Regions from separate parts of the Mus musculus genome. Here regions 1 and 3 are each linked to region 2. The links are chromatin contacts, called in public HiChIP or PLAC-seq maps. All regions are on one chromosome and are shown on one strand. The core of a region is the stretch at or near the end of the contact, and the rest is flanking DNA. Distances in the headings are between cores, read along the strand shown.

Region 1 (2,700 bases), core at 25-2,524, 200 kb before region 2:
TATGTGACGTTCACAAGGGCATGCACCATTTCAGTTTTACCTAAATGAGTGCCTTGCACACAGCACGTTCTATAAATACAAAGAAGTAAGTATCCTCCTACCATGTACTGTTACCCCACTGATTGCTTTATACTCACTCTACTCTTAAATGTTGAGTGTATGTGCTTACCAGCGTGTATGTATATGCGCCATGTCCATATAGATGCCCACAGAGGACAGGAAGAGGGTGTTGAATCCCAAGGAATTGGAGTGACCGGTGATTGTGAGCCATTGAGAACTGGCCAATGTGAGTATTAGGAGTTGGACCAATGTCCTTGTCAAGAGCAGCAGGTGTCCCTAATCATCTCTCCATCCCCAGTACTCCAACCTTGCTGGGAGAAGTCTCTAATCCAATTCTGCAGACCCTGTGTTGCTGGAGAGGAAATAGCATCAGCTTGTGTGATCGACTGTCCTCTTACAATTTAGATTTTAACAAAAGTAAGATTTTTCTTGAAAAATCTTTTAATAAAACCATTTTAAATTCTGAGAACTTCTTGGTACTCTTTAATGAGCCAATAAGGCTTTAAATTAGTAATGTTTGCTGCACTGAGCTTCCTGGTACAGATGTCTGGGATCTAACATCCAGCAGAGAGTCAGGCATTGACACTCACAGATCAGGCCTCTCCTTCATTTTCTACAGGATCTCAAAGGCTTTCCAAGGCATTTGGATGAAGCTCAAATGGTTGGGCGTGAACAAGTCACAGTTCCAACTATCCAGATGGAGCCAAGAAGTCTGGGACCAACTGCGGGGGAGCCCCCAGAGTGCTAACTTGTTTATTATGGATGAGAGTATGGGACTCGCGCCCAGCTGCATTCAGCATATATAATTGGCATTTTCAAAGTGCAACACAGCCTTTAAGTCATCCATGCACCCCTAGATTACCTGGCATCACGCCAATGTTGACAGAGAAAGTGAACGCCAGGCAAGTGGAAAACAGCGCTGAAGCAAAGCCACAATGGAAACTTCTAGGAAGGATTTCACCGCGGTCAGTAGAATGCATCGATCGTCACAAAGTGCCTGGACTACTTTGCACATTGCTTACCTTCAAGGGAAAAGGGAGAGGCTGTGTTTGGATGTCCCCTTTGTAAATGGGAGAAGATGTGGAAAAGACAAAGTTAAATCAAATACTTAGTAGAGCCACCAGAAAGTCCCTTTTGGGTTCGGAGAATTGGAGGAGAGCAGCATAGTTATAAGTCAAGGAAACCACTAGGGGGCAACCCAAGAATGGGGGAAAAGCAGCGGCGGCCGAGAAAAGTTGCTTTCTATACTATTCGAGGAAAGCTGAGATCACGCAGTAAGCAGAACAAGGTGATATTTCAACATGTTGATTTTTACCCAAGGTTACTCTTGACTTGGGAATTCCTCCTAACTGGTCAGAAACACTAAGCAACAACTCTCTAAACAGAATTGTGCTATCAGGAGAAACTGCAGCGCTAGAGTAGTGCACCTGACGGTTTTAAATTCCTTCTCCAGGGCAGTGGGAAACTTTGAAATGCTCGCAAATGGGAAGGACATTTAATTAATGGTAGATATAAAGTGACAGAGAGTAAAGAAAATCTGAGCACGCTTAGCGAGTGTTTATTACCCAACGCTGGCTGTTTGGTAAACAATAAACTGAAAGGAATTACACGTGTTAATGCCCAGGTTTATAGATTCAAGTGTGATCACAATGTTTTAGCCTTTTCCACAACTCTCATGAAAAATTAGATTTTTCGATTTAAATTCCCCTTTCTCCCAGTAAGTCTTGATGGCATTTTTCTATATTTAAGAACTCCAAAAGAACAGAGCAGGGGCGTTAGAGACTTTATGGAACAGAAGAACAGTCACAATTGAGGTGATCAGTACAGAATGATTCTTCCTGGTACTCTGCTGTAGCTGGCCGACAAACATCTTTGCTACAGTGGGAAAGCAAGATGAGATATTTTGTGGAGTTTCCTATCTTTGCGTTGGACTGCCCTGGCAATTATCTGGGAGTAGTAAAGCATGCCATTTTAAAAGGAAAATGTTCTGTGTCCCAGAATGGCTTATCCACAGAGGACATTAGTCACGCTTGGGTCACACTGCTTTGCCAAACATGGCATTTTTTCCCATCGGGGAACTGGATATAGAACTGGTATTAATAAATCCAAGAAAGGAAATGCAGCGGTGAGGCTGGACACTAACTGGGAGATTTATTAAAGTGTATGGGAGATTCTCAGCTAGTTTAACTCACAGAGTGGTAATTACATGTCATTGATGCCAAGATAGTTCTGTAGAGAGGGTGATCCCTGAGCCCTGGGAAATAGGGACAGTGTCTTTACTATAGTGACACGCAAGCATCTTGAACACACAGATGTGCAACGTTCTCTCTGCAATTCTGGGATGAGTGTGGGGGTGGGACTGGTACCCATTGTAGATTGTTTGCTGGGTAAGTAATTATGCCTGGAGAGATGGGAAAGGGCAAGCTAAGAGGAGGGGAGCTTGACCAATGACCAAAGATAAAAAACACAGGTATGTTCAGTAGGGCTTAGCTGAAAGTCAGACCGTATGAGCCTGGAGAGCAATGGAGAAGAAACTTGATCAATATATTGGATATCATACATATATATCATATATATATGTGTGTGTGTGTGTGTGTATGTGTGTGTATATATATATATATATATACATATATATACATA
Region 2 (2,700 bases), core at 140-2,639:
ACTGTTCAGATCCCATGAGATTTAGTTTTGCTAGAATGGGATTTCACTGTAGAGTGGTGTTCAGCCCCCACAGTGGCCCCTCTTGAGGATTTTTTTCTAAATTGAGCAAGTGGTACGTAAGATGCAGAGACACAGGCCTTGTCTCTCGATCTCTTTGCTACAGCTGATTTAGAGTTAGGCTCATTGCAAAATTAATATTTGACAAACACCTTCTCTGTTCTTTGGTTCTTTCATTCTATACCATAAACATATTTAAGGAACATACTACTTATGCTTCTACTGGACTCAGTTCTGTGTCAGAATATGTTTATGTCCCCTAAATTACTGCCTACTGCCAAGCAGTTGGGAAATAACCAATAGGCACATGGGGGTTTGCTAGCACAAGAGTTAGGGTGTTACAAAGCCATTTCCACACAAGTGTATGATGTACCTTGAGCATGCCCATCCCCCAGGTATCTAGAAAATGGCTCTAGAGCTCCATTCCCTTTCTGAAGGACAGATAGCAGATGAGATTAATGCTGCAGTGTTATCAAGCAGAATGGAGACTTGGCCTGGAACTGTTCTCAAAATTAGATCAAGGACACATTGAGTTTATTCCAAGATTAACTTTGTCTAATAATAATAATAATCTTTGTTAAAACTCACTGACTACATGGTATAGCCACTGGAACATTGCCCATGTCCATTACATAATCCCACACCCATGCTTCTATAAGCAACCTTAACTAAACTCAGTACGTGGCACAGAAAAGACACAGAAGTTCAGGGGAGCTTGTTGGATATAAGGGTTCAGCAGTGTGAAGATTAGAAGAGATAATGGGGTGTATATTAGCAAAATGTATTATTTACATGCATGAAATCATGAAAGAACAGATTTAAAAAAAAAAAAAAAAACACTGATTTCCGTATCTCTGGACACAGTCTACTGGAAACTGGAAAACTTGATATACATGAGCCTCACAGAAGGGAGTGGAGAGAATGTTCCCCCTCTAACGATCTGCAAATCTCTCTTAAGCACTTCTTTCCTGGTTCATTTTTTTTTTTCTAAAGCTATCGATTTGGCTCTTTGTGGGTACATTTTCCCTCTCTAGAAAAACAAAAGAGCCATGTCTTAATCAGAAGGAAATGATTAATGGAGTGCATGGTGGGGGAGGGAGAGAAGATGAAGTCAGAGAAGGCTGCACAGAGTGTTGAGTGACAAGAAGAGTAAGCTGGGGGGTGGGGCAGCAAAGGTGTGACAACACAGAAGAGCTCGGGTCATTGAAGGCACCCTGTGTGTCCTGGAATGACTTCCCTTGAAGCCATCCAAGTAATGGTAGAAGTAGAGGTTAGGGTGATTTGCAAACTATTTAATGCTGAGTATGGCATGGCTCTGAACCAATTGAAATGGAGGCCAGCCAATTCAGAGCCCTGTGAAATGCTGGGCCACTCTCAGGCCTGCCAGTAAGCCTGTGAAGTAACTTGTGGCCAGATGATCCTAAATGAAAAGAAGTACAATCGCATTTGCAATTGAGATCATCCTTACGGGAGGCTAGATTGCTTAATGTCGTAATGGCTGTGAATGTGTGAAACTGACAGAATTTACTCAGCAAGTCATTTCAAAATGAAATGTTGATTGGAGTCCCACACCCAACTATGGAAAGAAGTCTGCACTGCAGTCCAGAGTGATGGCCGCAGCAGCAGCAGCCATAGTAAAGCCCACAAGGGGCCAAACCAGAACTAAACCTTTGGTCTATGAGAAACCAAACCTTATCTCCTTTTCATGTCATTAGTGCCAGGGTGACTTTTAGGCAAAGCCCAGCTTGGCATTAACTGCTGAGTTTATATACCACAAACAGCAACTCACCTACTTATGTATTCTTGATCAGCAGTAGGGCTGATCAAGGCAGGAAGGTAAACATTCGTTAATTTAAAGCAAGATTTTTCCAGACAACGGGCCTCCAAGTCAAGTGATTACCAAGCAAAGGCACCATGCATGTCACCATCCTGAAATCCCTCTACTCTTTCGGCTGGGAGAGTCATCAGCACTGTGGATTAAGGTCACTTCCCAGTGTGTAATGAAGGGTTTGCCATTAGATCTGAAGGAGAACTGACCCCTGAGCAGCATCTGGGGACCATTAGTCACTGGGTTGTCAGGGATGTTTGTTGTCAGACTCCTGAAACATAATGAGCTTCCCTTATAGAGAGGAAAGTGACAACCCCCTAAGCACCCTGAGACAGCTTCTGGGGACAATTCACTGGCTGTCCTTTAGGATGGCACTTGGCTGTAAGTGGCCAGAGATGCCCTCATTCTTTTGTAGTGAGCTACTGCTGGCAAAGTTGATCCCACTTCATCAAGAGTCTTCTAAACCAGACCTTGAGATATTTCCCTTACTCTAAGGCACACAGCATGTCAAAGGTCTAGGGGGTAAATAGTGTACTTAGAGCCAGGAATGTGACTAGGACCAAGTGACCCCTCAGGCTCCATGCCTGTGAAAGTAATTCTGTTCTAATTTGTGGCTGCTGTCATGGTTGCATAAGGCATTAGGGAGCGACGTAACCAATCATTGCTGTATATGAGCCACATGACAATGGTGTTGTTCTCATTGGTTCAGACAGCACTAGGAGAGTGGAAAGACAGAGTCTTTCCTCTGAAATGTACTCTTAGAAACAACACGGATCTGGGGGTTAGGGGACAGGAGGTAGGATCAGTGGGTAAAA
Region 3 (2,700 bases), core at 111-2,610, 180 kb before region 2:
CTCTTTAAAAATGTTCACTGAATAACACAGGCTAGCCTCAAGTTCACTGGCCTTCCCCAGCCTTCGAAGTGTTAGGATTCACAGGCATGCACTACTGTACCTCACTCCTAGGAGACTCCTAGAAAGACAGGTAATAGTTCTTTTAAACACTTTCCCCCCCCGAAACAATGTCTAACAATATCCTGATACTAATTTGCAATAGGGATTTTGGAAAAACCTAACTTCAACTATAAATCAAACTCTTCTCACAGAGCCTGATAAGGCTATTTTGTATTGACCTATCTGTCCTTAAGGCATTCGCTAGGACCTCTCAAGTTCACTTACAAGACCTGGGAGTAGCAATTTCTATACTAACCGAGATCCTGAATCATCTGGAACTTTCCACAGGCTACGGGCTGTTTCTAAATTCTCGTGGATGTCACCCAATGGACAATAAAACAAACAGGATTTTAATCAGAGGCTTTTCTCAAGGGATGCTCTGAGGGAGGTGGGAGGGAGAATCGGCTCCATTTCAGGAGGGGGTGGTATTGCTCCATCTAAACACATCTTCCTCTCTTAAAAGTTCTAGGGGAGGGCAAATCTTTTCTTTCAGTTAGCAATTTGTGATAAATGGCTACATGCTGAAGAAATATTTGCTTCCAACAACTGTTGATAGCCCAGGCATAATTTTCTAGATTTAGCACTCAGAGCAAAGTCGGCACCCAGCACAGAGCCTGATCCCAACTTGTGTTTGCTGACTTTTTCTTGCTTGTTAAGGTGTGTTCATAGTCACGTGCCAGGTTAAAAATTAATGCTCAGAGCACGATGAAGTCAGATACAGTAGGCGCAAAACTCAAAGAAAGAAAATGGTAGAGGTTACAGTGTGTGTTCGTGGGGGAGAGCCTACCTTGACCTCTCCAGGGACACCTTGCCATACACAGCTCCACTTGACCCCTAGACAACACCTTGCATCCAAGACAGCGCTTTCAAAACCTTCTTTTCCCCATCCACTTTAAGAGAGACACTGAGTGAATCCAAACGCTGTACAGAGCCGGTGTCCGGGGAGGGAGGCTCTTTCAGGCTCTTGTCCTAAGCCCAGAGTCTGTGCGGAAGCCACGGCAAACTCCCCGGTGTTACCCGCAGCCACCCCACCCCGCGCGCACCCGACTCTTTGTCCGGCTCCGGCACACGCCTGGTCCTTCGGACCCAGCGGGAGACGCCGGGTCCCCGCATCGCACTCACCCGCGTGGAGCAGCCCGCCGGGGCCGCGGCCGTGCGCCGCTCAGACAGGTGTGGGCGCCCGGAGGACGCGCGCGGCTCCCATGCCTGCTCCGCAGAGTGGCCGAGTGCGAGCCTGAGGTCCAGCAGAGCCTGCAGCACCCGGTCCGCCCCCCATCCCCTCCCCTTCGCCTCCCGGGCCCTCCCGCCCCGCCCCCAGCCGCGAGCCGCGCAGCCCGCCGGCCGTCGCCTCCCCTTCCCCTAGCCGCCTGCCTCCAGCCAGCGTCACCCTGCTATTCAGAGGTCCAGAACCCTCGGGCCCCGCGCAGGTGGGTCTCCGCAGCGCGTCACCACCAGCGGGTCCCCGTACTCGATGCCCCTGCACCGTGTCCGATGAACGGCTCCTACCAGTGACTCTTGCACTCTCCCGCTCTAGACAACTTCACACCAAGTTCTAGGGGTCTACATTGCCCAGAGTCTGCTAAAGCAATGCTCCAGAGTGGGCGGTCCCTTCCAACCTTCCAGTCCTCCAGCACCCCGGGTGCGTGGAGCGCCGCTAGGCAAGTTTGCAAAGCAGAATTCAAACTTGTAAGCTCCTCACCCGTGCGCATTCTGTGCGCCTTGAATAGTGACGACCGAGCTCCTTTCCACCTTAGTTCCTCCTCTAGCGCTTCTAGAGTGTACCTCAGTTTGTAATCCAGAGGCAGGCTACCGAGGTTGCAGGCCCTGCAGTTCAGCTGCTAGCATACTGGGTCCCAGAGCACAGCAAGGGATCGCGGACTTGGCAGCTTCCCAGGGGTTGACTGGTGACGCCCCCGGCCTGGTCTTTACTGGGGCACCAGGGCACCAGCTGGTGGAGCCACCTCCTAGCTTATGGTGCCTGTTTCCCTAAATCACTGGAGAAGTCCACACCTGGGGGACTGAGTCAGCCTGGTGACCTCACTATTTAAATATCTAATGCTATATAGTCTTAGTAGTCTCTTAAGACTATCCACACATCCATTTCTGTGAACCAACCCTTCATGCAGGTCATGGAGATGAAAAGGGTGGAGCTGTGGATTTCCCCTCAGGACTGGAGGACTGGAGAGGCCTAATCTTGCTAGCAGTCAGACAGCTCCTGAACAGTAGGACAAAATTTTGCAGAGGTCGTTTTCTTCTCTCCTCCTCCTCCTCCTCCTCCTCCTCCTCCTCCTCCTCCTCCTCCTCTCCCTCCTCCTCCTCTCCCTCCTCCTCCTCCTCCTCCTCTCCCTCCTTCTCCTCCTTCTCCTCCTCCTCCTGCTCCTCCTCCTCCTCCTCTTCCTCCTCCTCCTCCTCCTCCTCCTCCTCCTCTTCCTCCTCCTTCTTTTTTCTCCTGTCAATCCCAGAGTAGCCTTCCTTTTTTCCTGTCAAAGCTTGCCCTCAGAAAGGGAGGGCCTGACATCCTATTCCACACCAGGATGTTAGTGACATGTCCAGTGAGCTAGTGTTTGCCTTGCCTTTAAATAGGAAAGCCCTGAACACATT

The links. HiChIP or PLAC-seq counts read pairs in DNA pulled down with a chosen protein or histone mark.
Region 1: a contact with region 2 is called in a FOXA1 HiChIP or PLAC-seq map of pancreatic cancer cells. The contact joins two enhancer-like sites. A contact is called at or near these places in 3 of 484 Hi-C or Micro-C datasets (liver and trophoblast stem cells) and 2 of 115 datasets of contacts at active chromatin or transcription factors (embryonic stem cells and pancreatic cancer cells).
Region 3: an HNF4G HiChIP or PLAC-seq map of pancreatic cancer cells shows a contact between it and region 2. The contact joins the promoter of Prss23 here to the enhancer-like site in region 2. A contact is called at or near these places in 1 of 15 datasets of contacts at CTCF or cohesin (large pre-B cells), 7 of 484 Hi-C or Micro-C datasets (cerebral cortex, embryonic fibroblasts, liver and 3 more), 2 of 115 datasets of contacts at active chromatin or transcription factors (pancreatic cancer cells and stem cell-derived neural progenitor cells) and 3 of 9 other capture datasets (adipose tissue, liver and macrophages).

Annotation. Positions count from the first base shown.
Region 1 is chr7:89,498,882-89,501,581 of GRCm38.p6, forward strand. No RefSeq gene overlaps it. Among named protein-coding and RNA genes, the nearest start is that of Prss23, 17 kb to the right of the region's middle. Within about 2 kb of position 1,275, at least 52 of the 459 cell types and tissues checked have an H3K27ac peak or open chromatin away from gene starts, as enhancers often do. A contact at or near this core is called in pancreatic cancer cells, where this site is marked.
Region 2 is chr7:89,698,557-89,701,256 of GRCm38.p6, forward strand. All of the region lies in intron 1 of Me3 (malic enzyme 3, NADP(+)-dependent, mitochondrial), which reads left to right. Among named protein-coding and RNA genes, the nearest start is that of Me3, 67 kb to the left of the region's middle. Within about 2 kb of position 1,390, at least 31 of the 459 cell types and tissues checked have an H3K27ac peak or open chromatin away from gene starts, as enhancers often do. A contact at or near this core is called in neural progenitor cells, pancreatic cancer cells and stem cell-derived neural progenitor cells, where this site is marked.
Region 3 is chr7:89,516,226-89,518,925 of GRCm38.p6, forward strand. Prss23 (protease, serine 23) reads right to left here and starts at 1,361. Exons shown (of 2, transcript NM_029614.4): 1 at 1,222-1,361.